Linked DNA regions of Gossypium arboreum: region 1 is linked to region 2. Evidence: chromatin contacts called from public Hi-C data. All regions are on one chromosome and are shown on one strand. Each heading gives the region's core, a stretch centred on a gene start, on an enhancer-like site or on the middle of the called end of the contact. The rest is flanking DNA. Distances are from core to core; before and after follow the strand shown. Region 1 holds the start of LOC108485422 (ethylene-responsive transcription factor SHINE 2-like). Region 2 holds the start of LOC108486375 (EIN3-binding F-box protein 1-like).

What was found. A called contact is a pair of places that touch in the nucleus more often than the background predicts.
Region 1: a Hi-C map of leaf shows a contact between it and region 2, with 3 times the contacts expected there. The contact joins the promoter of LOC108485422 here to the promoter of LOC108486375 in region 2. A contact is called at or near these places in 2 of 5 Hi-C or Micro-C datasets (both in leaf).

What each region holds. Positions count from the first base shown.
Region 1 is chr6:103,132,266-103,136,678 of ASM2569848v2, forward strand. LOC108485422 (ethylene-responsive transcription factor SHINE 2-like) reads left to right here and starts at 2,606. Exons shown (of 2, transcript XM_017789260.2): 1 at 2,606-2,796; 2 at 2,910-3,698. The coding sequence starts at 2,717. The coding sequence ends at 3,465.
Region 2 is chr6:102,915,153-102,919,220 of ASM2569848v2, forward strand. LOC108486375 (EIN3-binding F-box protein 1-like) reads right to left here and starts at 2,583. Exons shown (of 2, transcript XM_017790409.2): 1 at 2,129-2,583; 2 at 1-1,310. The coding sequence starts at 2,153.

The DNA of each region.
Region 1 (4,413 bases), core at 1,356-3,855, 220 kb after region 2:
TGGTCAGTTATAAGAAAATTTTCAAAATTCCACTATACATTATTGCACTATTTTCAAACTAATTTTTTCAACAAGAGAAGATATTAGTCGATGTCTAACCTATTTCTACTCAAATCAAAGGCAAAGCAAACTTTACCCCAAAAGAGAGGCAAGAAAAAAACTAGCATTTCCTTGATACTAATATACCAATCATACTTGCAGAGATTTTAAAAGCTAAGCTAATTCGATAAACTAAGATAAAATGACCTGAAAATTTCAATCGAGTAAATGAACCAAATTATCACAAGGTATCATCTTTTGATTAGCCACTCTATTGAGAAGTGTTTTTTTTCAAAAGACAAATCACATGCCTCTATAAATAAGGAAAAAGTGAGTTTGAAAAAGAAGCCACATCATCAAACTTGACACTAATCATCATGGTCTTTCAATCCAATATGTTGGATAAAACTATAAATTTCAACTCATTTTGATCCTATTATATTGGTTTTAAGCACAAAAATAATGGATCTTCGAAGGAATAGAGGCAACTGTCTTCTTCAAAGATATCAGAATCAAAATAGGTGGACTTCATTTATATGTTAAAGAGGTCAACAAAAAACATCACTCATATGCTTGAGCTTAAAAGGTTATATTGTGCTCTTAAACACAAGGAAATAAAATGATATTGCTCCTAAGCACAAATTTAAACTATTCATCTAAAAAAAAGTGATGCTCTTAAGCAAAAGTTTAAATCATGCATCCAAAAAGAGATGATGATGATGATGATGATGATGATGATGATGCCCTTATGCATGAGTTTAAACTATTCATCTAAATTCTAAAAATATGATGCTCTTAAATATTATCTTAAATTGTTCATCTAATAAATAATATTCCTAAGCATAAGTTTAAACGATTGTATCACTTTTAAGCATGAGATTAAATTGTACATCTAAAAAAAATGAACTATCTCATGACTTGACCTTTAAAAATTGATTATACACATGCAATTTAGTTTTATTGCGTGCTCATTCCAAATGAAAAGAAAAGTTGTTGATGGCAAAAAAATATTAAAAGATGAAAATTTTCGATATTAAAAGAAAACTAAGTTCTAAGGCTTGTTTATGTTCTATACTCAACACAAACCATTTGTGTGACTAAGTCTTGAAAGGCAATTTGTAGGTTTGAGAAAATTTTGGATGAATCAAAATTATTTATTATTTATCTTTAATTAAATTAAATTAATTAAAAAAAGATAAACTAAGAAATTAAATCCTTTTAGAAAACTTTTATAAACATATCATATTCTTTAAGGTTTATTTTATATATATTTAATTTAAACAAATATGAGATAAATAATAAATTAAAAAAGGTTTAATCCTTGTATATCACCCAAATTAATAAGTTATAGTCTATATGAATTCTCTTTTACTTAATTGATTGGCATTATAAAAGGAGATAACTTACAAATCATTCAACACAACTTCATAATTTTGAAAGTTTAAAAATCAAAACCTTAAAGAGAAGATTTTGAACACTAGAAACTTTCTCCAAATCTCTGAAAAAATTGAGAACTCAAAAATTTTGAAGAATGTCGCATCAATTCTAGAAAAAGCTACTTCCAATCTTGTTCAACTTTACAAAGAAGTTTAAACTCGTTCTTCAAAATCAAGTCTAGAAAGCTTTTAAGTGGAATTATCTATCCAAAATCAAGTTTTAAAGAAGCTTGGAGCAAATCACTCCCTAATTTGATTGCACCAACATAAAGGAGATAAAAATCATTCTTCGGAATCAAGTCTTGGGAACTTTTGAAGTGAACCTTGTTGACTTAAGATCAAGTTTCAAAGACTCTTAGATCAATTCTCAAACAAACAACTACCCAAACTTGTTTTCAAAATCAAGTTTAAACAACCTTTAGATCGAAGCTTCATTAAACAGAAGAATAAAATGATTTCTTTGTGTTCAAGAAACTTCCAAAATTTTAACTCAAATTTTATAAATAAAATTATTTTATTTGTTCTTAGTTTTTAAGTCTTAATTTTTTACTCCAATTTGTGTGTAAAAATTGTTAATTTTTTATAATATAAATTTCAAATTAATACTTGGCTATTAGATACAAAATTGTTTAGGGTAGTGTTTGGGAATTTAATTTTAAAATTACAATTTGGATTTAAAAATAATGTAAATTAAGAAATAAAATATTTAAAATGTAAGATCCATAATAATTTCTCAAACTTATTAGATTTCTAGTTAGTAGTAATTTTGAATTCCTAATATTTTTAGATTTAATATATTCATATTTTTATACTTGTGGATAACATATGCATTGTATTCTTATCATGAATTTTCAAATCTATATTTCATAGAGGTAGTATTATTTTATCACCGGTTTTTTTTTTCTTTTTTCTTTTGAAATCCAATTAATTTGATTACCTAGCTAGTGAACATTATTAGTACTTACTAGTATAATGAAGAAGATAGTCAAAATGTTATCTAGCTGTTTTTTCTTTCTTTTTCTGTTTTGGAACCTAGTTCTTTCCTGGTGCGTAGGTGGAAATCTTTATTGCAGCAAAGTAGTATACTAATTACCTCGAGACTTTTCCATTAAATACATCTAGACAGCTCACAGCCTCATATATAATTTTTTTCACATTTCCCCCCTCTTAAAAACTGCAACCTCATCACCTTCCATATTTATGATATCTCTGCACTCAAGTCTTTCTCTCCATCACAAGACATGGTACAATCAAAGAAATTCAGAGGTGTTCGGCAGCGTCAGTGGGGCTCTTGGGTTTCCGAAATTCGCCACCCTTTGCTGTAATTACCACACCCACCCACTCACATTATCACCCCATTAATTGCCATAAATATATATGTATATGCTTGTCTGGTTTTATGCTGTGAATTTGATGGTGTTTTTATATTTGCAGGAAGAGAAGGGTATGGCTAGGGACATTCGAGACAGCTGAGGCTGCTGCAAGGGCATATGACCAAGCTGCTATTTTGATGAACGGCCAAAATGCAAAGACCAATTTCCCCAAGGCTGCTCACCCTGGTGAACAAAATGCTCGTGGTGGTGGTGGTGGCGGTGATGATGATGATGATGATGATCGGTCTCCATTGCCCCCTAAGGCCTTGGCCGAGCTTTTGAATGCTAAGCTGAGGAAGTGTTGCAAAGACCAATCTCCTTCTTTGACTTGCCTCAGGCTCGATACCGATAATGCTCATATAGGTGTTTGGCAAAAGCGTGCAGGGAATCGATCGAGTTCCAATTGGGTCATGAGGGTTGAGCTTGGGAATAAGAAGGTTGATACCCCGGCGTCCGGAGACAGAAGGACACTGTCGCCGGGGTCGTCAACTACGGCGGATGAGATCGAAGCCGGGAACCTAATGGGGGAAGAAGATAGGATTGCACTGCAGATGATAGAAGAATTACTCAATTGGAATTGTCCCGTGACTTCTTCAACTTCTCTAATTGGAGTTTAAGTGTGTTATAGCTACTTAAAAACATATATGATATTGTGAACAGCGCAGTGGTGAAGTCCCATTGCTAGATATAAAAAAAGAATTTCTACTCAAAAGTCCTTTTAGCATTTTACCCTTTCAAGGTCATAAGTCATTGTTCTACCATCCCCGCATGTAAAACTGGTTGTGAAATTTTACAATATGAAAGCAAATGTAGATCACCACCTACATAACTGTTTAAACTTCGAATTTAATCCAAGCTTTCATGTCTGTTTATCTGTCATAGATTCCACAACCTTAAAAACTGGTCTACTTGCTCCAGTAACTTCGAATTAGCCGTCTTTTTACTGTCTGCTTTTAGTCCATCTATTGTAATCTATCACCTCTCAACATTGTATATTAAACTTTTAATTGGTATATAATTAAAAGGGCACTCTTATCTTTTGTTTTTTTTTCTTTGGTGTATATGAAATCTATAAAATATCTATGAGATGTTTAAAATCTCAATTTTATTATTTCAATCAAACCTTTCATTTAATTTTTGCATCAAGTTCTCCCTTTTTCCCCATATATTTGTTGCTAACAAGTGTCTGCCATATACATTAAACAACAAGGTCCCTCAAGTCCAATCCAAACTTGCTTATTCTCCTACTTTATCCTTATCATGAACATGAGCATCTCTTTAACATATAAGATCCCCAAATATTGCATAAATATAGGCTCAAAGTCGCGAAATAAAACTTAAACTAACTTAAATTAAATTATTAATTTTTCGAAAAGGCTAATCTTTTTTTTTTTTTCCATTTAACAAAATTATTTGGAGTAAGAGTGCAATTGAACCATTTAAGTAAGGTCAAGGCCATACCGATCCTAGATTTCCCTATGAATCAATTAAGCTAATTTCCATTAGTTAACAATAAAATAATTTGTGGAGCATAAAATCATGCAAAATTATTGGATTGGATATTA
Region 2 (4,068 bases), core at 1,333-3,832:
ACAGTTCGCAAAAGAAATAACCTTCAACTTTGCACCACAGTTAATAAGGGAGCAAAAAAACCCAAACTGAGTGATTCTGTGGCACTCCTCCAGTTGCAAGCACTCTAGTGAACTGGCTGCTTTGGCTAAAGACGACAACCCCTTATCTGATAAGAAAGGGCATTTACTGAGGCATAACTGCTTCAAATTCGGGCAACCTTTTCCAACAGCTTCAAGTCCCAAATCTGTTGCTCCACGGCAGGATGTAACTGTGAAAGATTTCAATTTCTGTAGTCCATGACCGTTACCCATTACCCAGAAGCCCTTTTCACTCACATTTGGAAGGCTAGTGAGAGAAAGGTCGGTCACTGCCTTGCCATAGTGTCCAATAACAGCAAGAGAGACATCAGTGATGCTCAAGGCCTGGAGCTTGACTTTTGTGAGGGAATATGAGGCTGAAGACAACAGGCTCGCAACTCCTTGATCTCCAACAAGGGGGCAATCTTTGATGGAAACATACTTTAGATTGGGACAGCTACGTGCTATTGCTTGAAGACCTTCATTTCCAATGTTTGCACAACCCTCGATGGTCAGATCAGTCAAGTTAGTGCAGCCCTTTGCTACAGCAAGCAAGGACTTATCGGTAATTGAGGGACAGTGGCAAAGGTCGAGCTTCTCTAGCTGGTGACACCCGTTGGCAATCTCGCAAAGACCTTCATCTCCAACAGAAGACAAATTCCACAAGGAAAAAACCCTTAGAGAAGGGCACCCGCGGGAAATGGCTCTGAGGCCAACAGTAGTTACTCCATACCTGGACTTGCTTCCTCGAATGAAAAGTTTTCCCAATCCTCCACGACTAGCTGTTCCGACAGCAATAGATGCAAGTCTAACATCTGTTGCTTTCTTCCCATCCAAACTCCTTGAGAGGTATCCATCACCCTCAACATCTGAATCTACATCCTCAGAAGAAACTCCACCTTTTTTATCGGTACTCTCGTACTCAAGATCTGATGCTTGGGTGGTTTTATTATCATCGATTTCATCTCTACGGATGTTGCTTACAAGTGTAAGCCAGCGCTTGGAAACACAAGCACAGGTACTCCTCTCTTGGCCTCCAGGTAACCGTCTGAAGATTTCAAATAAGCATTCATCGGGGAGGATCTCTATTGAAGGCTTCTTTTGCTCAAACTTCCCTCCAGCGAAAACGAATGGGGAACTGACGCGGCACCTCTTGCAAGGAGGGAAATACACATCCTGGTTAGGGTAAAAAAAGAGACTTGACTCCTTGCGGTTTGGGTAGATTGACCCCCCAGGGCAAAAATCATCACTTCCTGCAAACCAATACAAAGAACAACTATGAGATCAACGAAGCAAATTACAAGAAAACCGAGCTAAAATTTTTGAAAGATGTTTATTGATCAAATAGCACTTGTCTAGGAACCTAAGAACAACATAAGGAGGCTAACAAAGAAACCTAAGAATATTTAACTTTCACACCATACAAGATCTATGAACTAGATGGAGCTTATAACTCAGAAAGTCCATCTCAGATGTAGTCCTGTCCTATGTAACTGAACAAACAACCTACTGCCTAAAAGACAGTCGTCCGAACAGATCCAGTCAGAATAGACCTGATCTACAACCAAAACTCCTTTATTGCTTTCAAGTAGAAAGAATCATTAAACCATAAAAGAAATTAAGGTAAGAAACATCCTCAAAGTTCGTGCATAACATCAAAATCTCTTCACATCTTTGACAGTTGAGGGTTAATCTAATAAGTGGCATGAAAAAAAAATGAACAATCAGACTTGTGCCAGAGGCACCTAATCTACAACTAGAATCACCTAAAGGCTGCTAATTTTTTCCTCCCTTATCTAACTGAATTAACTAATTTACAACCAAGACTAAAAAATTCCACATTTATCCAGTCAACCAAATACCATGAAACAAAAAATCTTTGCTAAAAGGCTATTAAAACCATCCATGATACTTTTACAATAATGATAAAGACGAGTACCCTAAGTTACCTAAGATATCTCAAAAATCCAAAATTTGTTCATATAAAGAAAAAGGGTATCCACATATAAGACAACAGCTGAGAATTACAAAAAAAAATAATAATAATAACTAGCAAACATGAAGAGCTTACCACTAAAAGCAAAGAGCTTTGACATGAGTACAGCTCAAAAAACCCCGGGAGGTCAAATATGCACTGTTCCACGCCCAAAAACCCTCCAAAGAGAGACAAAAAAAGAGACCCAAAAAGGAAGAAGGCAAAAACGTCACCGTGTATGGCTTGAATACACGAATGCATGAGAAAGATTGGAGCTTGAAGATGATTGGAACCCTATTAGATAGGGCAAAAAAAAGAGTGAAAGAAAGAAACTGTGGAGAATGAGAAATGAAAGATGAGAGGTAAAGGAAAAAAGGGGTTGGTTTTATGATGAGAGGAGAGAGGCTTGGGTATGTGATAATACACTGGAAAGATACCCACATGCAATGTATTTGAGCAAAAATGTCGTTTTATTTATTTTTTTTTTCCTTCAATACTCTCTATCTTCTCCCCCACCACCATTTTCAATACCACTAACCACTTTTTCTTTTGTTGGTTTTTTTATAATTGGCCTTTTTGTTGTTATGTTCCCTTTATTATCTTAAAATTGAGTCTATTTTAATTGGTCCCTTTATTTTACAAGAATTAAGAGGTTAGTCCTCCTACTTTAATTCGTTAAGGTATTTCCCTTTTGCTTTACGAAAATTAATAATAGTTAAATAATTTATATGTAAATCAACAATTCAACTATTTATATTTACGACATCAGTAAAATAATAATTAAACAAATTATATGAAACAAATTAATAAAAATCACCGATTCAAATTCATGTATTACCATAATTAAACTAACTTCTTGACTTTCGAACTAAATTTTGACAAATAAAATAGGGGAGTAATTTCTGGATTTTATACTACCATTTATCTTTCTGATCATAGTGAAATTTCAATTATAATCTTACTGTTTTCTTGTTCTCCGATCATAAATTGTCAATTTGAAATATAGATGTCTTTTTTTCTCTCATAAATCCATGAAAAGTTACTAATATGTGAAGCAATTCCATAGAAATATAGTATTTTGTCTATGCCATATGTTCAACTTTTTTTAATTGCATAAATGATAGGTATTTTCCTTATATGATCTATGTTAAGCTTCGGTTTTGTAGGTAGAAACTAAATAACTTATGATATAAATTAAATCATTGTTAAAAATATGATAATTTAAAGTATCAAATTTTATATAAAATAAATTATTGATATTATAATTTTGCGTAAAATATAGGGTTAATATATACTCTTTGGTACATGAGTTTGTCTTTAATTATATTTAATTTGGTACTTAAGTTTTTTCTCCAATTTGGTACTTAAGTTTAGCTTCAATATTCGATACCTAAATTCTTTTAATTTGATGTAATTAAGTACTTGAGTTTGACTTTGATGTTCAATTTGATACCTGAGCTCTTTTTTTCCCAATTAAGTACCTATGCATTTTTTACTAAAATGCACGAGTTAAACATTCATTGGATTATATGATTTTGTTTGGTATGGATACCAAATTGAACATTAAAACTAAACTAAGGTGACAAATGATATATTAACCCTAAAATATATAATATAAAAACAACCCAAATATATAAAAGGCTAAAATATGGTTTGAGTCCCTATACTCTTCCTGCATTTTAAATTTAGTCCATCAACTTTTTATTTCCAGGGATTTAGTCCCTCTTCTTTTCAGATTTCAAATTTAAGTCTAATTATTAACACTATTAAAATTATTTTGTTGAATTTGTTTTCGTGACATTTTCAATTTTAAAAAGAAAAAACTCATTTGGTAGCCATGTGACAAGAAAATAATGTTGTAATAAACTTAAATTTAATAAAAGAATTGTAATAGTGCTAACAACTGAACTTACGTTTTAAATTAGAAAAATAAAGAGATTAATTTTTAAAATAAAATAAACAAACTAAAATTCTATAAAAAATTAAAGCATATTTTATGGAATTAAAATTTATAAAATTTTGTTTTTAGACGAGAA